2 separate regions of the Pan troglodytes genome follow, and region 2 is linked to region 1. Evidence: chromatin contacts called from public Hi-C data. All regions are on one chromosome and are shown on one strand. Each heading gives the region's core, a stretch centred on a gene start, on an enhancer-like site or on the middle of the called end of the contact. The rest is flanking DNA. Distances are from core to core; before and after follow the strand shown. Region 1 overlaps ENPP6 (ectonucleotide pyrophosphatase/phosphodiesterase 6). Region 2 holds the start of PRIMPOL (primase and DNA directed polymerase).

The links. A called contact is a pair of places that touch in the nucleus more often than the background predicts.
Region 2: a Hi-C map of a lymphoblastoid cell line shows a contact between it and region 1, with 3 times the contacts expected there. The contact joins the promoter of PRIMPOL here to the enhancer-like site in region 1. A contact is called at or near these places in 2 of 7 Hi-C or Micro-C datasets (a lymphoblastoid cell line and stem cell-derived neural progenitor cells) and 1 of 1 datasets of contacts at active chromatin or transcription factors (stem cell-derived excitatory neurons).

Annotation. Positions count from the first base shown.
Region 1 is chr3:185,906,836-185,910,798 of NHGRI_mPanTro3-v2.0_pri, reverse strand. The region is part of intron 1 of ENPP6 (ectonucleotide pyrophosphatase/phosphodiesterase 6); the gene reads left to right. Among named protein-coding and RNA genes, the nearest start is that of ENPP6, 8.1 kb to the left of the region's middle. Within about 2 kb of position 1,643, at least 9 of the 24 cell types and tissues checked have an H3K27ac peak or open chromatin away from gene starts, as enhancers often do. A contact at or near this core is called in a lymphoblastoid cell line, where this site is marked.
Region 2 is chr3:186,289,389-186,293,351 of NHGRI_mPanTro3-v2.0_pri, reverse strand. It overlaps PRIMPOL (primase and DNA directed polymerase), which reads right to left and starts at 2,154. Exons shown (of 14, transcript XM_063809227.1): 1 at 1,859-2,154. It also overlaps a transcript of CASP3 not described here.

The DNA.
Region 1 (3,963 bases), core at 394-2,893:
GGCCAAGGCAGGGAAGGGGGCATGGTCACTAGAGAAATAAATTCACAAACTGAGGGGACTGGTTCGGAAGAATCAACTAAATCAGTGGTTGGCAAACTGTGGCGCACTGGCCAAACCCAGCCTGCCACCTGTTTTGAAAATAACAGAGAATACAGACATGCCCACTCATTTGTGTATTTCCTATGATTGCTTCCATGCTACAGTGGCAGTGTCAATGCCAAAAATATTTATTATCTGACCCTTTATAGACAAAGTTCCCCAACTCCATACCTAAGCGGATATTGCACTTACCATTGTTAGTGGGTTTAGGTGAACAAACAACATTCTACAACAAAAAATTTTAACTAATGTAATTCCTTATAATAAATACTCCTGGTGTAATGGCTATAGGCCAGCTGCCCTTGAAATTATGAAAACAAACTTTTCAACATACAGGAAAGCTCTTTGCCCTGCTTTGTAGGCAGATATTTTGTTCAGCTTTGTGAGAACAAGAAACAGAGTAAGTATCAACTTAGCTTGAGTTATATGCTAACAGTTTTGTAAATAGTCACTAAACATTCCCCTATTTTACTATGAGACATAGGAGCTGCCTGTTCTATCTTCTGCGGCTACCTGTATATCACCTAAAGCTGAATAAAGGGATAACCCGCTTTTAATTCTCGGATCAATATTGGTATGCGATCCAGTCCAACTGCGTCAGTACTGGACCTAATTAAATACTTTTGGAGTAATGTGTAAATGTTTTATCCTTCTTTCAGAGAACCTCAGCTCCACTTGCAAAACAGTCAGGAACATGCAGTTATTTAGAGAGACCTTCTCAGACCTTTTTTATTTAAGTAGGTCCCCCTGCTGTTCTCAAACCATCACCCCACTCATTTACTCCATAGCAATTACGCAGTTATGCAAAACAAACCAAGTATCTTCACTTACTATCAAAATTTTTCATTCATATTTCCAATTTTGTAGGTATTCCAGATTTTTGATACAATTTTTATTAGTAGTATATTTTTACACTGTATAACTTTTTTTTGGTATTATTTACATTTCATTTGCTTAAAGTCTCTTTAGAAAACTTTTTTGACTTACTTCTATAACTAAATCTAAGATATTCTTACTGACTCCTTTTATGTCATAACTTTGTTCTGGAGTCACCCTTGTTAGATAGAGTTGGGTAAGGACATGTAGATGGTACATTTTCTTAGTTCTTGTAGATGTGACAATATCTTTTTGTTGCTTGCTCACATGAATAACAAGATCGGCTTGCTGTAGAATTCATGAGTCATACTTGTTAAGCTTCAAAATACAGACACAGTTCCACTGTCTCCTGGTAATTGCCACACTGACTTTGCATTTTTCTCTACAAGTACGTTAAAATTGTTTTTTGATTATTCATTTAGGAAATTCAAGCGTTTCTGGAGGAAATAGTCATACTTTGGATTCTAATTTTCCTTGGCAAAGGGTGGACACTTTCAGACGCAGGTGCTCATTTCTGGGAACTGCATGTAAATTTCTGACTGTTGTTTTTCTTCAGTTACTCTGGTTTCTTTTTCAGAAATGCCAATCTGGTTCACAAGGCAGCTCTGCGTTCTCTGCCGCCTTCTTTCTCACCACCGTCATCTCTGTTCCTGTTTCCCGGTGTGCTGGGGACTCTCTGGTTTGCCCTCGGCATCGCAGTTCTGTTTTCTGCGCCTGCAGTTCTGCCTTCGCTGCCTGTAATGAGGTTTCGGTTTCGCTATGGCATCGTGAGCCTCTCTGACCATCTTTCGTGGTCCTCTGCCATGCCGCTCAAGCCAGAAACCCAAATCACGCCCGATGCCTTGCTGCTCCTTATGCCTTCCTCTCGTCCATCCACGGCTGAGGTTGCTTCAACCTCTAGAATATTTCTCTCAAGGTCATTTTGTCTCCATCTTTACTGCCATCACTTCAGTTCACGGGGCCACCATCTCACCCTTCTTTTTGCTCCCCCCCCCCCCCATTGCTCCTCCTAGTCTGTTCTCTATGCTGTAGCTGGAGTTATTGATGTTTATGCAGACATTTAAACATGTGTATGTACAGCTGACCCTCAAACAACATGGGTTTGAACTACGCAGGTCCACCTACACATGGATATTCTTCTGCCTCTACCACCCCCGAGACCCCAAGACCCAGCCCTCCTTCTCCTCCTCCTCCTCCTTAAATTTTCTCCATAACATTTCTTTTTCTTTGGCTTACTTTGTTGTAAGAATACAGCATATAATGCATATAACACACAAACTATGAGTTCATCAACTGTTTATGTTATCAGTAAGGCTTTCAATCAACAGAGGCTCAATAGTACCTGAGGCTTTTGGTCAACAAGTTACATTTAGGGAAGTCAGAAATTATGGGTGAATTTTCAACTGCCGGGTGGGGGTTGGCACCTGTTCAAGGGCCAACTGTGTGCATGTGTATGTGTGTACAGATGTACACATGTGCATACACACACACATATACATACTGAATACACACACACTCACACTCTCAGTGGCTTTCTTTTGTACTAAGAATTCAAAGCACTTTTCCCAGCTGTGAAGCTTCTGCATGAGCTGACACTGCCTATGTCCCCAAATTCAGCTGTGCCATTTACCAGGCACATGGGTCTTTTTTCAGTTCTTCAGGCATGTGGAGCTCTTTCTCACCTTAAAGCAATTTGCTTCCTCTGCCAGGAATATACATGACTTGCTTTCCATATCTGGCTCAGATGAAATACTACAGAAGCCTTTCCTGCCTATTTTATCTGAGTAGGTACTACCTGCCCCCAATCAGCCCCTGGTTTGATTCATTAATAGCAATTATCATTATGGATTATTTATTAGTGCATCGTCTGTGAACCTCACCAAAGTGTAAGCTGCCTCAAAGGCGGCATCTTGTCCATTCTACCCATGTCTGGATTCTCCACCCCAGCCCAGTGCGTGCCTCATAATGGGTTCTCTTTTTTTTTTTTTTTTTTTTGAGACAGAGTCTCGTTCTGTTGCCCAGGCTGGAGTGCAGTGGTGTGATCTCGGCTCACTGCAACCTCCACCTCCTGGGTTCAAGTGATTCTTGTGCTCAGCCTCCCAAATAGCTATGATTACAGGCATGTGCCACCGCGCCCAGCTAATTTTTATATTTTTAGTAGAGACGGCATTTCACCATGTTGGCCAGGCTGGTCTCGAACTCCTGACCTCAAGTGATCCACCTGCCTTGGCTTCCCAAAGTGCTGGGATTACAGGTGTGAGCCACTGGGCCAGGCCTTCATAATGGGTTCTTAATAAACATTTGTTAAAAGCATTGGTTCATCACATATTAGTAATTTTCATTTTTACTTATTCCTTATGATTTTTTGTTTGTTTAATATAGGTTATACCTTTTGATATCCTATAGAGGATTCCAGCGTGTTGGATCTCTTGGGTCCTCCTGTAGATTATTTTTAGAGTCTTCTAAAGTCTTCTAAATCATTGAGATGAAGTCTCTTTCCTATTTTCTGTAGCTTTACAAAAAACTACCTCCCAGACCCCGCCCCGCCCCATAGAGTTTTTCCTCCCTTATTTACTCATCCTTAAAGGAAGTGACATCTGTAGAGAGCCAGTGCTTGTTAAGAGCGAGGGTGAGCATCATCAAGGTCCGGTCCTCGTGTGTGGAGTCCTATCCTGGTGCTCTCGGGGTAGGACAGGTGGGCAGTGCCTGCTCCCAGCCTGTTCCTGATTCCTCACAGTTGCCTACGGAAGCTCTATTTCCCCAAACTTTTAACTTTTCCTGACTTATCTGATTGTTCTCTGGTATTGTATTCTGAGTCCAAGGAGGGCACGAGAAACTAGTTTCTAACATGCTGCTAAGCGTGTTTCTTTCCTACTCTTCTCTTACTAAGACTGCTTTACTCGTGCGCATTGTTTTTCCTAAAATGCGATGAGCCAGCAGCAGTTTCTTCTACTTTCCGCACAGGTGATTTTTCTTTGTTGCTTTTTA
Region 2 (3,963 bases), core at 905-3,404, 380 kb before region 1:
GGCTGAGGCAGGAGAATCATGTGAACCCGGGAGGCAGAGGTTGCAGTGAGCCGAGATTGCACCACTGCACTCCAGCCTGGGCAACAAGGGTGAAACTCCGTCTCAAAAAAAAAAGTTCACAGAGTAAGTAAATTAGTGTGATTTACAGGAAACCAGAAAACTGCTGCTAATGCTTGCTAATTTGGCAAGAAAGTTTAGTACAGGAAGGGGTTTGGGCATCACAATAGGATAAGGACTAGTTCAACCACACTAGTCCCCTCTTTGCAAATTACTGCTCTGCAGAGCCACTGTTAAGGTTGGGAGTGGGTCCTATTTCTCAGTTTTATTGAGGCAGAAAAAGGACTGTCAAACATTGGTGTTCACTCAATTCAGGAGGGATAAAGAAAGGCCTAAGTCTTATTTGTGGGATCTGAGTTTAACTCCTGTGACTGTCTTTTTAGCAACAGCAAACTACTTAACCCCTTTTTTTTCTTTTTTTTGAGACAGAGTCTTGCTCTGTTGCCCACGCTAGAGTGCAGTGGCGCAATCTCGGCTCACTGCAACCTCTGCCTCCCGGGTTCAAGCGATTCTCCTGCCTCAGCCTCTCAAGTAGCTGGGATTACAGGCGCCCACCACTGCATCCGGCTAATTTTTTTTGTATTTTTAGTAAAGACAGGGTTTCACCATCTTGGCCAGGCTGGTCTCGAACTCCTGACCTCGTGATCCACCTGCCTCGGCCTCCCAAAGTCCTGGGATTACAGGCATGAGCCACCGCGCCGGGACTTAACCTCTTTAAACTCGGCCTTAACCTCTTTAAACCTTATCCTCTTTAAATTGGAATTCCTATCCCGAGGGATTGTTGAAAGGATGAAACAAACAAATGTATTATGAAAATGTAAAAGCATGCAATAAACTCAGCAAGGGGTAACCATATATAAAACTAAGTATATTTCTGTGCAGAATATAGTCCCTATAGTCGAATAGGCGCAAGTGTTAGAAACAGGCTCCGCCATGGGGTCCCTGATCTGACTTCTGAATGTCAAGAACTTTTTGAAATCTGATGCAGAATGTCGTGCTCACATGTGTTGGTGAATTCTTCTGCGAAAACGATTCACAGTTTGCTTCAGGGTCTGAAATGAGTTCATGACCCAAAATAGGAAGGGGATCAGTAGGGCAGTGTATGGCACACCCTTGACGTAACCATTAATAACTCCATCTTAGGAGAAGACCCCATTTTTATATTTCATAAGGCATTTGCCAACAAGCATACTATACTTTAAGAAACAAATAAAAAAATAGTCCGCATCCAACCAGGTAAGGACACAAACAAGCACTCTCTTCCATTACCAGTTCTCACCACAGGACTCTGACTATAAAAGATGAGGCCTTGGGCAGCTCCCAACAGCCGGCTTAACTGACGCCGTCTTTGCAGAAGGACCTCTCGGCCCCAACCAGGCTTCTTTTCCTCTTCTTCACTCCCTCTGGATTGGTTCGTTAATCTCTTTGTCCCATCTCTTTTTCCTCATGATGTTAAATGCTACTTTGTTGTGGGATGCTTAACTTGTAACATTTATATGTGGATTAAGTACACTACTATGATGCGTGGAGCGGCCTGAGCCTGGGTGTCCAGGCTCTGACTACCCAGTGACCAGCAAGTGCTGAGAATTGCCTCCTTGGGAACTCCACGCAGCTCGTGGCTTCTGTGATCGAAAGAGCGTCCATAGCAGCCTGACATGGTGGAAAACACAGCATGCGTGGACCTGGTTATTTCTAGCCTGGCACCCTGGTGACAGGAGGTTAAGGCTTTTGATTTAGGGAGAGAGACCTGAGGGTAACCCAAAGAAAGGCCTCAGGTCATCGCAGAGGAGACAGAAATTACCGGTGGGCGTCCCGGCCTGCTCCTCTTCTTCCCAGAGCTCAAACTGGGCAGCAGGCCTGGCTTTGTCTCCCTTCTAGGTACCCGTTGGGCCTGGCGCGGTTTCCAAGTCTCCCTCAATTTCCCTCCAGAATCCCGCGCTGGGAACGGAAGCCCGCGGCCTCTCAGGAACACCTAGATTTCAAATCCGGGGCGGGGGAGCCGGGCCGAGCCTCAGGGCGGGACCAAAGCGTGAGGACTGGCGCGGGACGCGGGGGCGGGACCAGGGCGTGAGGACGCGGAGCGCGGGGGCGGGGCCTGCTGCAGTGGGCGGGCGCCTCCCGGGGCCCAGCCTGGGGCTGGGTTCTCGGGCGGGCGGGAGCTAGGGGACGGGCCCCAGCGGAGGAGGCGCGAGGGGCCGACAGGGGCGGGCGGGAGGCGGGCGGGAGGCGGGCGGGAGGCGGGGCTGGCGCTGGAGCACATCTCCCGGCGGCGAGCCGCGGAAGCAGTGCAGACGCGGGTCCTAGCGGATGGCTGCTATTGTGAGGCGGTTGTGGAAGGTATGAGGAGGCTGTGCGGTGACTGCCGCCCTCGCTCCGGGCCGTCAGCCCGGCCCCCGCTCCCGGCGTCCTCCCAGGCCCGGCGCCCGCCCGGGGACCTGCCCGGTCTGGGCGGCGGAGTGTTTGTTTTGCCACCTCACCCGGGCGGGGGCGAGCAGTGAAGCCCGCGGAGCGAGAGACTTGGCCCGGAGGCGGGAGCCTGGGCCGGGGCCGGGGAAGCCAGGCAGCGGGTTAAGGCTTTTGATTTAGGGAGAGGGACCTGGGAGTAACCTAAGGAAAGGCCTCAGGTCATCGGAGGGGAGACCTGGCCCGGGGGCGGGAGGCTGGGCTGGGACCGGGGAGGCCGGGCAGCGCGAGGCCGGGCCGGGGGAACCAAGCCCCGGGCCGGGGAGGCCAGGCAGCGGGAGGCCTGGCCAGGGGAACCGAGCCCGGGGCCGGGAGGTCGGGCACGGGGCACCGAGCTCCGAGGGCGGGAGACCTGGCGGCCGGCCGAGTGCCGGAAGGCCGGGTCAGGCGGCGGAAGGCAGCGGCAAGCTGGGAAACGGACGGCGCTACCGCCGGCGGAGGAGTGTCCCCGGGAAGCGGTGCTGCGAGGGCTGGGGCGGCCGGGTGCTGACTGTGAGATACTCGCCCTGGGGGCTGATCCTTCCAATTTTGGACGAGGCTTCCGTCTCTGCTGCCTTCCATGCCTGGGGCCTGGATTATCCCGGGTTGACAATGTGGTTTAGCTCTTCCAGAGAGCTAGTTGCAGGGTTTAAACTCCAATTCCTTTTCGGCCCTGCAGAGTTTCGTGAGTGCTCGCAGCTCGTACCTGTGGCTGTGTATCCGTGGCCACAGCTGGTTGGCGTCGCCTTGAAATCCCAGGCCGTGAGGAGTTAGCGAGCCCTGCTCACACTCGGCGCTCTGGTTTTCGGTGGGTGTGCCCTGCACCTGCGTCTTTCCCCCATTCTCAGTAAGTGGCACCCAAGCAGGAAACCGGAAAACATCGTTCGCAGCCCCCTCTCGCCCACCCACTTCTTTTCCTGCTTAGTCACCAAGCCTTGTCGACCTTGTAAATGTCTGCCAGATCTGTCCGCGTCTCTCCATCTCTGATTTCAGCCGTCTGACCACAGCAGCCTCTTCCCTGGTCTCTCCACTTCCAGACCCGCCTGCTCCTTTGCAGTCCACTTTTTACAGCACAGGCAGAGGGATCTTTATGAAATGTAAGTCTAGAAAGCTCGTCCTTTGCCCTTAGGTTAAACCCAGCACTTAATATGGCTAACAAACCCCTGCGTGTGTTGGGTCCTGAGTGCCCCCACCCCTCCTTATCTTTAGCACCAATTCGATTTCTGCACGGCAATGCTGACCTTCATACCTAGTGTCTGCCTGCAACACCTCTGCATTCCCTTTCTCCCGCCACCACATTTGATTAGAAGAGCTGCTACTTAAATTTCTGTTTTCATTAAACAGTTTAAGGTTAAATCTTCCTATGCTGTGTTCTTTCTGCAGCCAGCATTCCCTAAGAGAGATGTGTCATATCCTTTGCAGTTGCTTGTTTACTATCTTCCCTGCTAGATTTGCAAGCAAACT